Linked DNA regions of Hordeum vulgare: region 1 is linked to region 2. Evidence: chromatin contacts called from public Hi-C data. All regions are on one chromosome and are shown on one strand. The core of a region is the stretch at or near the end of the contact, and the rest is flanking DNA. Distances in the headings are between cores, read along the strand shown. Region 1 holds the start of LOC123410435 (protein NUCLEAR FUSION DEFECTIVE 4-like). Region 2 holds the start of LOC123407598 (nuclear transport factor 2-like).

Region 1 (5,165 bases), core at 1,995-4,494, 630 kb before region 2:
GTTTACTTTGAATTCCCAGGCTAGTACCTTTTCGTTTTTTAACAGATTAGGAACCAATTGTCATGATACCACTAAAAACTGCTTTATCGTTCAAAACATATTCAATCAATAACAACTGAAATGGGTAAACATTTTGTTATAGTTCTAGATAAATGTATTTTGAGAAGAAGCTTTGTCAGCATGAACATTAAATCAGTGCTGCAGAACACACTCTCCATTGGAGAATGCACTCTGACATATGAACTAAAAAAAATACTGCTCATAGATGAGATGCAAATGTCAGCAAAGAGGTGCCTCATAGTTCTTACTTGACAATAATCTCTGAAAAGAAGCCCCCGGAAATTCGTCCAAGGAAGTTCCAAATGCTAATCATTGACACAAAAATGTGAGAATCCTCGAAACCCAATGATTGACTCATTTGCCCAAGATTATCGATCACAGTAAGACCTGATCCTGACCCCAACAGAAGGGACAAAAATAGAAGCCAAAAATCTGCCTTGATCATTGCCTGCAGTAATGTGAAATCCTCTCCTCGTCGTGGACCTTTCCTCCTTTTAACCCTGACAGCGCCAACAGCGGCTGCCTGGAATAGCTTAGCCTGCAATTCAGCAATCCTCTTTTGCCTCTCAGAGGCTGGAAGTAGATCAATTTCTTTTGGCTTTTGCTCCTCCACCTCGCTGAGTATAACTTCTTGCTCTTCAGACGATACTGAACCACTTGCTTCTTCTCTCCGAGGTGATGTTAACAGTGCTGTATAGGCACTCTCGTCGTCATTTGAGAAGAAACTGAGCATTACAGGGATGACTATTGGGATTAGCAAAAGAACCATTAGAATGATGGTACACAGGATTGTCAATGAGTGGCTCAAGCCAACAAGGTCTTCCAGCAGCATCACACCCATCAGATAGGCGGCCAAGACTAAACAGACGCTGTATACAAACGTGAAACTTGTACCATCAGACGGCCGTACTTGTCTGTGACCATTAACTGGTCTAACAATGAACATTAAAGCGATGACTACCATTGTTGGGCCAACAGCAACCATGAATATCAGTGCAGCATCATCAGGCGAGTGCATTATTGCATAAACCTGTGTTAAGATTGCACCACTCAAACCAGCAAATCCCTTGAGGATACCAACGATTGGCCCACGGTTCTTGGGAAAGTTCTGAACACATGAGACGAGTGCAGCAGTATTGAAGTATGTCTCACCATTATTTCCAACAAAAATTAGCATGCACATCTGCGGAAAGACGGGGAATTTTAGTGCAAGAGCCAACAAATCTAATTTAAGGAATAAGAATGTACTCTGACACAAAGGTCAGATTAGATAATACGGAAATTATGGAATGGTCCAAGTTCCCAAATGCCACAAATAGAAATGAGGACATGGAATTCAGTGCTTTTAAAATTAGAAGTACAAATGAATATTAAGTCTCCACCTTCACAGACAGCCAATGACACTAATTCTGTGTTTTCAGTATTTTACTGAAGACGGGAGTCATCCTCTGTTGCTTTGAGATTTCACATAGCAAATTATTAACTCACAATCCTACTCTTGGAAACTCAATGGGGATGTTAGTTCACTTGTTTAACTAGAATTTCTAGGTCATTCTGTTGCGGCTGTATTAGACAGGCTGATAATAGCAGTACAGAGTGAAAAATTCAGGTTGAACATTGTTAGTTGATACTATGAACTATATCAACCTCAGTGCTTTTCAGGATATTACATAATGAAAGTTAACTGAAGACACATGGGAAGCGAGAAAGCGACCACTAACACTTTGGAAGAATAATATAGGTGCACACCGATGACTCGGAAGCATATTCGACATGCTGCGCGTTAGAATATTCTTAGTACACACGGCAGAAACAGTTTTAACTGTTTTGAGCCAACAAATAAAAATCTGTCAAATATTTCTGAACATAACTTTCAACATCTTGGAGGAACAAGAAAGCATTGAAGTCCAACAGCAACGGTATTCCGAAACAAGGAACTCGACCGAATAGCGACTCTCCATCATTGGAGACAGGCGTGCAGTTAGTATGCGTGCTCCGTTCACTAGTGGCATAAGGAGACATGAAGTCCGGAGGTACAGCTTAATGATACGAAGCACAGTAGAACATGAGTTTCTTCCATTAAAGCATCGTGCACGCTTCATTTTAGCACAAAAGTCACAGCGAATTTTCGTACCAAGAACAGCAAGGTTTGATGCGGCCATGCAAGCATTGGAATTGCAGAAAGGAGAAAGAAATGGGAGGACTAAATGATTGGAGGGCAAGGAAACGGATCTTACCGCCCAGAGCGGTGGCACGGGGACGCGGTGTGTGACGGCGAGCCAGACCCAGCCGTATCCGACGAGGTTCTGCGCGGCGCCGATGAGGAGCGCGGCCCAGAGCGGCAGCACGGCGCAGAGCGTGCCGGCGAGGAAGCCGACGCTGTCGCCCAGATCCTTGGCGACGCCGAGGCTGGCCACCTGGCGCTGGTTGTACCCCAGCGAGGACTTGATCGCCGGCGAGAGGCTGCCGAACAGGTACCCCACCCCGGCGACCGACTGCATCCACATCGCCGCCACGAACACCAGCCACCGGTTCCGCAGGAACCCCCGCACCCGGCTCCGCACCTCCGCCATTGCCTGCAGCACCTGCCCCAAAGCTCCAACCCGAATCAACACTGGAATCCGCAGCGAGCAGCAGCCCCGAGAGCCTAATGCAAGAAGCCGAGCTCGGCCTATTAACAGGACGGATTTGGGAGGGGAATGAGAGGCCAAGCCGACGGTTTCTTGGAGGCAAGCAATGAACCGGCCGCGAGAGGAGTCGAAGTGACGAGGACGACCCTTGAGGGAGCCGTGGATCGGGATGCGGAATCAGCAACGATCGGCCCCGCTGGCGTTGATTAGTGCTGACAAAAACGTGTGTCCGCGCATAAATGGCCAGGTCCGAACAAGCAGAGCAAGTCGGGAAAAAGGAAGAGAAGAAAACAGCGGATTTGAGCTCGTTTTTTCTCTGGGAGGCGGCACGGCAGCCGGTGGGTAGTGGGCCCGCGTGGAAGATGGTGAGAGGAGGGAGGGGACGGAGGCAAGGCGACAAGCCCGGACTTTGACACGACACTGTGCGCTCCGATGCGCGGTGGATGGGCACGAGGCTGGTCGCAGGTGACGGTGATGATGGTGCGCATCGGGGAGACAGTGATGAGCGAGCGAGCGAGGTGTAGATGGGAATTGGGTGGGCGGCGGCGCGGGACAAGGCGCACCTCGCGACCGGCGAAAATGTGTGGATATGGATTCCACGAGTGTTTCGTCACCGGCAGCGGTGGCGGAAAACTCCAACGCAGGGGACGGGATGGGGCCCGAGATATGGTCGTTTCTGTGCGGTTTAAGCGGCGTACGGTTGTTTCGCTGTCCCTGCCCGTGACTAAATAATTCGGCGCCCGCACGTCGCCTAGCGTGCTCTAGCCCGGCGTCGCCTGTTTCTTTCTCATATTCTTTCCCCTTCTTCCTTTTCCACGATTCAGCCATTCAGGAGAAGTCATTACGGAAAACGCCCCTTTCATTAATTAAAATGGAAAAATCTCGATAAAAGATCAACTGCTGATGACAGCGCATGGAGTTTACGCTGGCCACAGTGACGGTATTTTAGCAGGTATCAAGCACAGAGACTACTCCCTTCGTTCTTAAATATAATTTTTTTAGAATTTTTACTATGAACTATTTATTTTATGTAAAACAAAATGGATGAATCTACATTTTAAATTATGTCAATATACATCTATATATGATTCCTAGTATGTTCTTTAAAAAAATATTTAGAAACGGAGGGAGTAGCAAACACGTTGATATGGCAAACAACTAAGAAAAAAGAGTTAACACAGATAGATATTGTATTATAAGAAATGTTATGCACGGTATCGTCTACTCCCTCCGTTCCTAAATATATGTTTTTCTAGAGGTTTCATTATAAGACCGCATATGGATGCATATAAATATACTTTAGAGTGAAGATTCACTCATTTTGCTCCGTAAATCCTCTAATGAAATCTTTAAAAGGACTTATATTTAGGAACGAAGAAAGTACATACTAATTGATGATACTATGCAAATATAATACCATATACAAGTAGCCTTATGTTACAATTCACGTTATTTCAGCCCAAGCTTAAATGTGTAAGAGGTTAGTGTCACTTGTAACAAATAGCTGGCTAATCGCACATGCGATCTTGCTAGGGTTTTGGCTGCCATCGCCGCCCCCATGACGTGGGCTACAACAAAGTAGACACCGATGTATGCGCCGTTTGTTGATCTCTTTCTACGCCTTTGTTGTTCTCTTGTAGTACATGGAGGTGATGGGTGAGGGAGTTCGAAATTAAGGGGTCCTCGGGTAGTCGGCTTACTACGAAGAGGTTGGCTTGATGGGTCGTGCCTATGATTGGCTAGGCTGTGCGGTATTGATCTTAATCCCGATCTGCCTTACAGACTAAAACCCTCTGGTTTATATAAATACTAGGGGTACCTAGGGTTACACAATGTCGGTTACATCCGGGAAGAAACATGTCGATATTATCATCTTGACTTGGAGCATACACCAAGGCTTCGGAAAATTACTTTCTGGACACGGTGTCGTCTTATAGTTTGGCCCTTCAATGATAATCATAGGGCAGCCCATGAGTCCATCCTGTGAAGATAGGTCAGCGACCCGAGGACCCCTTAGTCTTGTACTCCCTCAGTGACCCCTGAACTGGCCACCAACGCCATAGTCTTGATTCCTAGCAGCTTCTTGCGTCCAAGGTCTTCGGCTTGCGGGGCGAGTTCCTCTCCCCATTTATGTTTGGCCAGTATTAGTTCGCCCACCAATGATTTCCCTGTTTCCAAACAATATGTGTTATTTAGCCTCAAAGGCCAATCGTTCGAGTGTGAACAATGCTTCTGTGTGATAACTTTTTAGCGAAAGATCGCAGACGGTCATGACCGCTAACCAGTTACAAAAACTCAATTCACGGTTGGAGGCAACTTTTTCATTGGCACGTTCCATCAATATGAAGATCATGCCCCGCTTTTTAGGGGATACAGTTTATGATTTGGGCTATCCCATGCGCGCATAACTGCACGATATATCGAGAAGTGGTGAGGTTCACGGTGCACAAAAGGGGCTCTTGGTATTACGACAGT
Region 2 (5,116 bases), core at 2,303-4,802:
CGAAGAAACAATCAGGATATATTGGATTGGGTGAACAATTACAATCATTGGATAGCAATGTGGAAGTAGAGAGAGACGTTTGTGGAGTCAGAGAATAGACCCCACAATGATTCAGCATACCAGAAATATCTTGTGTGATATGGGCAGCGTTACCGGTTGAAGTTTAAGCCCGGTTGGACTCAGGAGGAGTGGGACGAGTTGGTGTCGGAAGATCCATCAGCTATAGAAGGTTATCATGCATTCAACATGGTTGTGCGAGAGACCGTAGGGAGTCAAGTTGACTATGCACCCATGCATGACAGATTGGTAATTGAATTAACTTGAACCTACTTGCATTACCTTGTCTTTTTTAAATAATAATGTTTGTTGTGTTAATGAATTGTAGGACAGAGAGTTCCTTATGTGCGTGAATGATGTCAATGTAGCACTAAGTCATCCCCCAGGAGGTGCATTATCTGAAAGAACTCTTAGGACCACGGTGGAGGTATGACCATGTTTACAAATGCTTGTCTTAATGGATTAGTTATTTGCGTCTAACATAGTGTTTTGTGTTGTCTCAAAAGTTTAAGGCAAGGTTCCACAAGTGGGAAGCTATGCTTTCTTGCCACGATGCTCAGTCCATGGACGTGTTTACAGCTGGTACTAGCCGCTCCTCCAAAGCTAGACGTCGTCATCTGACCATCGATGATACAGAAGAAGAGGACCAAATACAAGAGGACCAGGCACAGGAGCATGAGGTAGATATTGATGCTCCACAGCCGTCACAGCTGTCACAACCGACGACGAAGAAGAAGAAAGGCACAGATAAGAGAAAGAAGTACTTGCAAAGAGGCGGAGGCGACTACATAAAAGACATGTTTATATTAGTAATATGAGTTCAAACAAATTAAAGATATTTGGATGTCACATCCAACATACCGGTGGTAAGTCATATGTGTTAGTTGGCCTCGGTTTATCATGTACGTAGTTGGGACATACGAAAAATCTTCTGCCTTCTGTCCATTCTTGTTTACGATCAATGGACACCTTCACCTTGCAAAAATCACCGCACCAACATGGTGGTGTGGGCACATCCTTCTCCTTGGTCTTGTCCAACTCGGCCGCCATCCACTTTTTTGGCATGTCCTCTTGGTCGGCGCACGACAGCCTCGTCACCGAACCGGATGAAGACATGCCTACAAAATGAATAAACACTTGTTAGCAAAATACAAAAACAAAATATTTAAATACAAAAAAATAAAACAAGAAATCAAATGACTTCTATGAATACGTAATATACCATTATTCTTCCATCAACCATCTAGATTAAGCAAATAACCGAATGATGATCCATTATCAACATATCCTCTACGACTACCACGACCTCTAACACTTGTGCTTCCTCTACGACCACCACCACGACCTCTAACACTTGTGCTTCCTCTACGACCACCACCACGACCTATAACACTTGTGATTCCTCGCCGTCCTCATGGGAAACCTCACTTTGACAGTGGGATCAACAACTATGTCTCTCATAAATTTGTATCCCAGGTACTCAAACGTGAGTTGATGGTGTGTCTTACGATCACGTTTCTTTGGTCGTCTGCAAAAATGAGTGGGAACACAACTTCTTAACACCCATTCTCCGGTTTCTTCTAACTTTCTTGCACTAACCTTCCATGGACATCCTTCATCTGCTTTCTCACACTTCACGGTGAACCGCAAAACTATGTCGGAGTGCTCAACATAAAATGGCATGTGGTTCCGAATGGCATGGTCGGACAACCAAACCTTCATGGCAGCCAAAGTTGGGAACTTCACTCCTTTCTTCAAATAAGCATTCTCGTCCTCATCCTCATCCCCTGGTTCGCCTGGATCAGGGCAAGGTGTTGGCTCAATCTCCGTATTTCTCATGCCACCATCAACTACGGTTTTATGGGCAAGGCTAAGATCTCAAAACAGATGAGTTCTTTTTTCCAAGCCGGTCAACTCAAAGTGAATTTGGTTGTCCTCCTTCGTGAATCCATCCTCGTCCAATTCTTTCCGAGGACCTTCGTCATCTGAGTCATACCCATATAGACACCTAAAAGGTAACTCACGATTCATCTCCTTTTGTGCTATGTACGCATCTAAGTCACCAACATAAATACCATGAAACCCTTCCTCTACCTCATCGAAATCACCATCAACATCCTTTTGAATTACTTCCTCACTAGCAATCACATCAACTTCATTTGCTTGGCTGGTTGGCGGTGGGCTACAAGCATTAGGGGCATGCAATTCAACCTCACTTTCTTTGCTAGTTGGTGGTTGACTATAAGCATTGGAGGCATCAATCATAATCCTTTGCTCAACAAAAGGCACACTTGTCCTCTCGGTCATTGGGGAAGAGACAAGCCGGTTCAAGTCAATTTCAGCCCGAGGTGGTTCAACCTTCGTGGCAAACAATTCAATTGACTTGTCATCTGATTTGTTAACTTGTTCCTTGTACACGTTCCAATGAGGTCAGAGGTGATAGGCATATTTTTCAAGCGAGATTTGACTCCAACTCCAACATCATACCTTCCTATTAACTTAACACAATCATTGAGGTCCATCCACTTTAAGACATGTCTCACTTTTGCAACAAGCTCATCATAGCTAGGGTTTGTACAAAAACAATGGCTTCCTCATCCCCATCGGCATTGTTAGTCAAAAATGCCTCCTTGTCCATATAATGAACATTAACAAGTCTCCCCATCTAAAAACAACAATAATGAATTAAGCACATCAATGACAATTTTGGTTGCCTAAGATCAATCCATTATGCCCACATCATATCAACACTAAATTATTAAAAAAAATCTACAACACATCATATACTAACATATTCAACAAAATGCCCCAAAGGCAAAAGTAATATACCGACATATTGAACAAATCTATACAATCTAACAACTACAAAGAAATCCCTAAAACTAAGAAATAATCTACTTATCTAACATCACCCGTTCTTTACAAATACTCTGAAAATAAGATGCTAACTTTTTAAAAAAAGATTGAGGAAGATTACCTCAAGGATGATTGGGGGGTTTGGATCCACACACTTTGGTGGAGGAGGGAGTAGAATAGGAGAGGTGAAGTGTGAGAGCGAAAAGGTGGCGAGAGCCAGATGCGCTCTGGCTGGAGATGAACAAAGATCCACCGGGTGGGGCGAGCCCGTGCGGCTGGCTGACTTAATTGGGCCACACGCCGGGGTGTGTGGCGTTTGGGCCTGACGACCACGCGCGAGGGTGCTTGGCGTGTGGCCCTTTGCCACATCAACAGGGCAGCAACAGGGGAGGATGGAGCGGGTCCAACCCAAACGCCACGGTCCGTGACGTCTCCCGTGCAATCCAAACGTCAGGATGTTGACATCAGCCAAAGAGGTTAGATCTGATTATTATTTTTAAATCCGAGGTCAGACCTATATTTTATAACACTTTAGGTTGGAAAAAGAATTTGTCCCATCGACGGGCCAGCCCCAACGGCGTAGCGTCCTTCCCACGCCCAGCCCCCACCCCGGCCATCCCCATCCCAATCGCCAGCAATTATTATTCCCCTCACGAACCCCTCTCCCCCACTTACCAAACTCCGGCTCCCAACACCCAAAGCCTCCGCATCCAGAGCTCCAAACCCTAAGCGAGGCGAGGCGCGGCGCGCAGAGGGAGAGGCAATGGATCCCGATTCGGTGTCGAAGGCGTTCGTTCAGCACTACTACCAGACGTTCGACTCCAACCGCGCCGCGCTGGTGGGGCTGTACCAGGACGGCTCCATGCTCACCTTCGAGGGCGAGAAGTTCGGCGGCCCCGCCGCCATCGCTGGCAAGCTCGGATCTCTCCCCTTCCAGCAGTGCCAGCACAAGATCGATACCGTCGACTGCCAGCCCTCGGGGCCCCAGGGCGGCGTCCTCGTCTTCGTCTCCGGCACCATCACCACCGGCCCCGGCGAGCACCCCCTCAAGTTCTCACAGGTCTGCAGCACCCACACGATTCGGCCCCTCTCGCCCTTCCCCTCATCCAATATTTCTCTTGTTTGGTTCTCGTATGTGCTGATCTGATACTCACTACCGCGATCACTACTGCGATCCTTCGTTTGGTTCCAAAATCCCAAATCATACGGCTTCCATAGAAGTAAAGGCCCTCAATTTCGTTTCTGTGATCTATGCTTTGTTATCATGATCGGTGGGGTCTGTCAACTTAATTTATATCCTTTTCTCATCACTGATGGTACTTGATTAATTTGGCTATGCTAGATTTGTTTGGACCTGGGTGTGGACATTTATAGACCTTTATCCCGGAATTGTGTCATTCCCATCGCCCTTGGGATCTCCTTTTGGCAGTTCCATTGTTTCGTAGGCACGTTTCCAGATTTACTTTTTCTTGGCAGGAATGCTACATCCACGTAAAGTTACGTGCACTTTACGTAATGCAATTGATTTGGCAACTGCTAATTGGATGAAGGAAAGAGAGGGGGGCCACACCCTTGAAAATCAGGGAGGGAGGGAGAGAATTAAAGGGAAGGTTATGTAAGATTATGTAACAGGTTAAGTAGATGTAGTATTATTGTTTTCTTGGGGTAGTTGCAGCGCGTATAGTCTCTATAAGGATATGTTGGAATTTTAGTCTGTCCTAAAATTCACCATTATTGAGTATATAGTGGCCTGTAGTTTGGTGCTGATCGCTCTTTGTTACTGATTGCTCTAAATTATTTCATTCTCTGGGACCATGCTTTGCAGTATGGTTGGATTTTTCTGTAAATCTATCACTGTTGTGTTTCCAAGTGTTATCTTCAATTTTTTTGGGCTCAGTTATGACTCTTTGTTGCTGGCTTTGGCCATATGTAGTGATTGCCATTTTAGTAAATACTGATGTGGTTGTTTCTTGATGTGAATAGATAATACACATTGCTCTGTTGCAACCGGACGATATTTGCTGTACTGTTGCTTCTATTTTATTTTATTAATCTGTGATACCAATAATGCGAGCATCACTTTCCTAGGGATGAGGTAGTATGTTCGAGAGTCATATGTTGGATTGGTGTAGCCAAAGCACTGCTTCTGTTGAAGTGTCATCGCGCTCTTTTTCAGAATTCCTTTCACTATGCACTTTTTATG

The links. A called contact is a pair of places that touch in the nucleus more often than the background predicts.
Region 1: a contact with region 2 is called in a Hi-C map of leaf, with 5 times the contacts expected there. The contact joins the promoter of LOC123410435 here to the promoter of LOC123407598 in region 2. A contact is called at or near these places in 1 of 6 Hi-C or Micro-C datasets (leaf) and 1 of 1 datasets of contacts at active chromatin or transcription factors (embryo).

What each region holds. Positions count from the first base shown.
Region 1 is chr7H:206,731,260-206,736,424 of MorexV3_pseudomolecules_assembly, reverse strand. LOC123410435 (protein NUCLEAR FUSION DEFECTIVE 4-like) reads right to left here and starts at 3,244. Exons shown (of 3, transcript XM_045103379.1): 1 at 2,298-3,244; 2 at 309-1,243. The coding sequence starts at 2,633.
Region 2 is chr7H:206,103,865-206,108,980 of MorexV3_pseudomolecules_assembly, reverse strand. LOC123407598 (nuclear transport factor 2-like) reads left to right here and starts at 3,552. Exons shown (of 2, transcript XM_045100762.1): 1 at 3,552-3,973. The coding sequence starts at 3,677.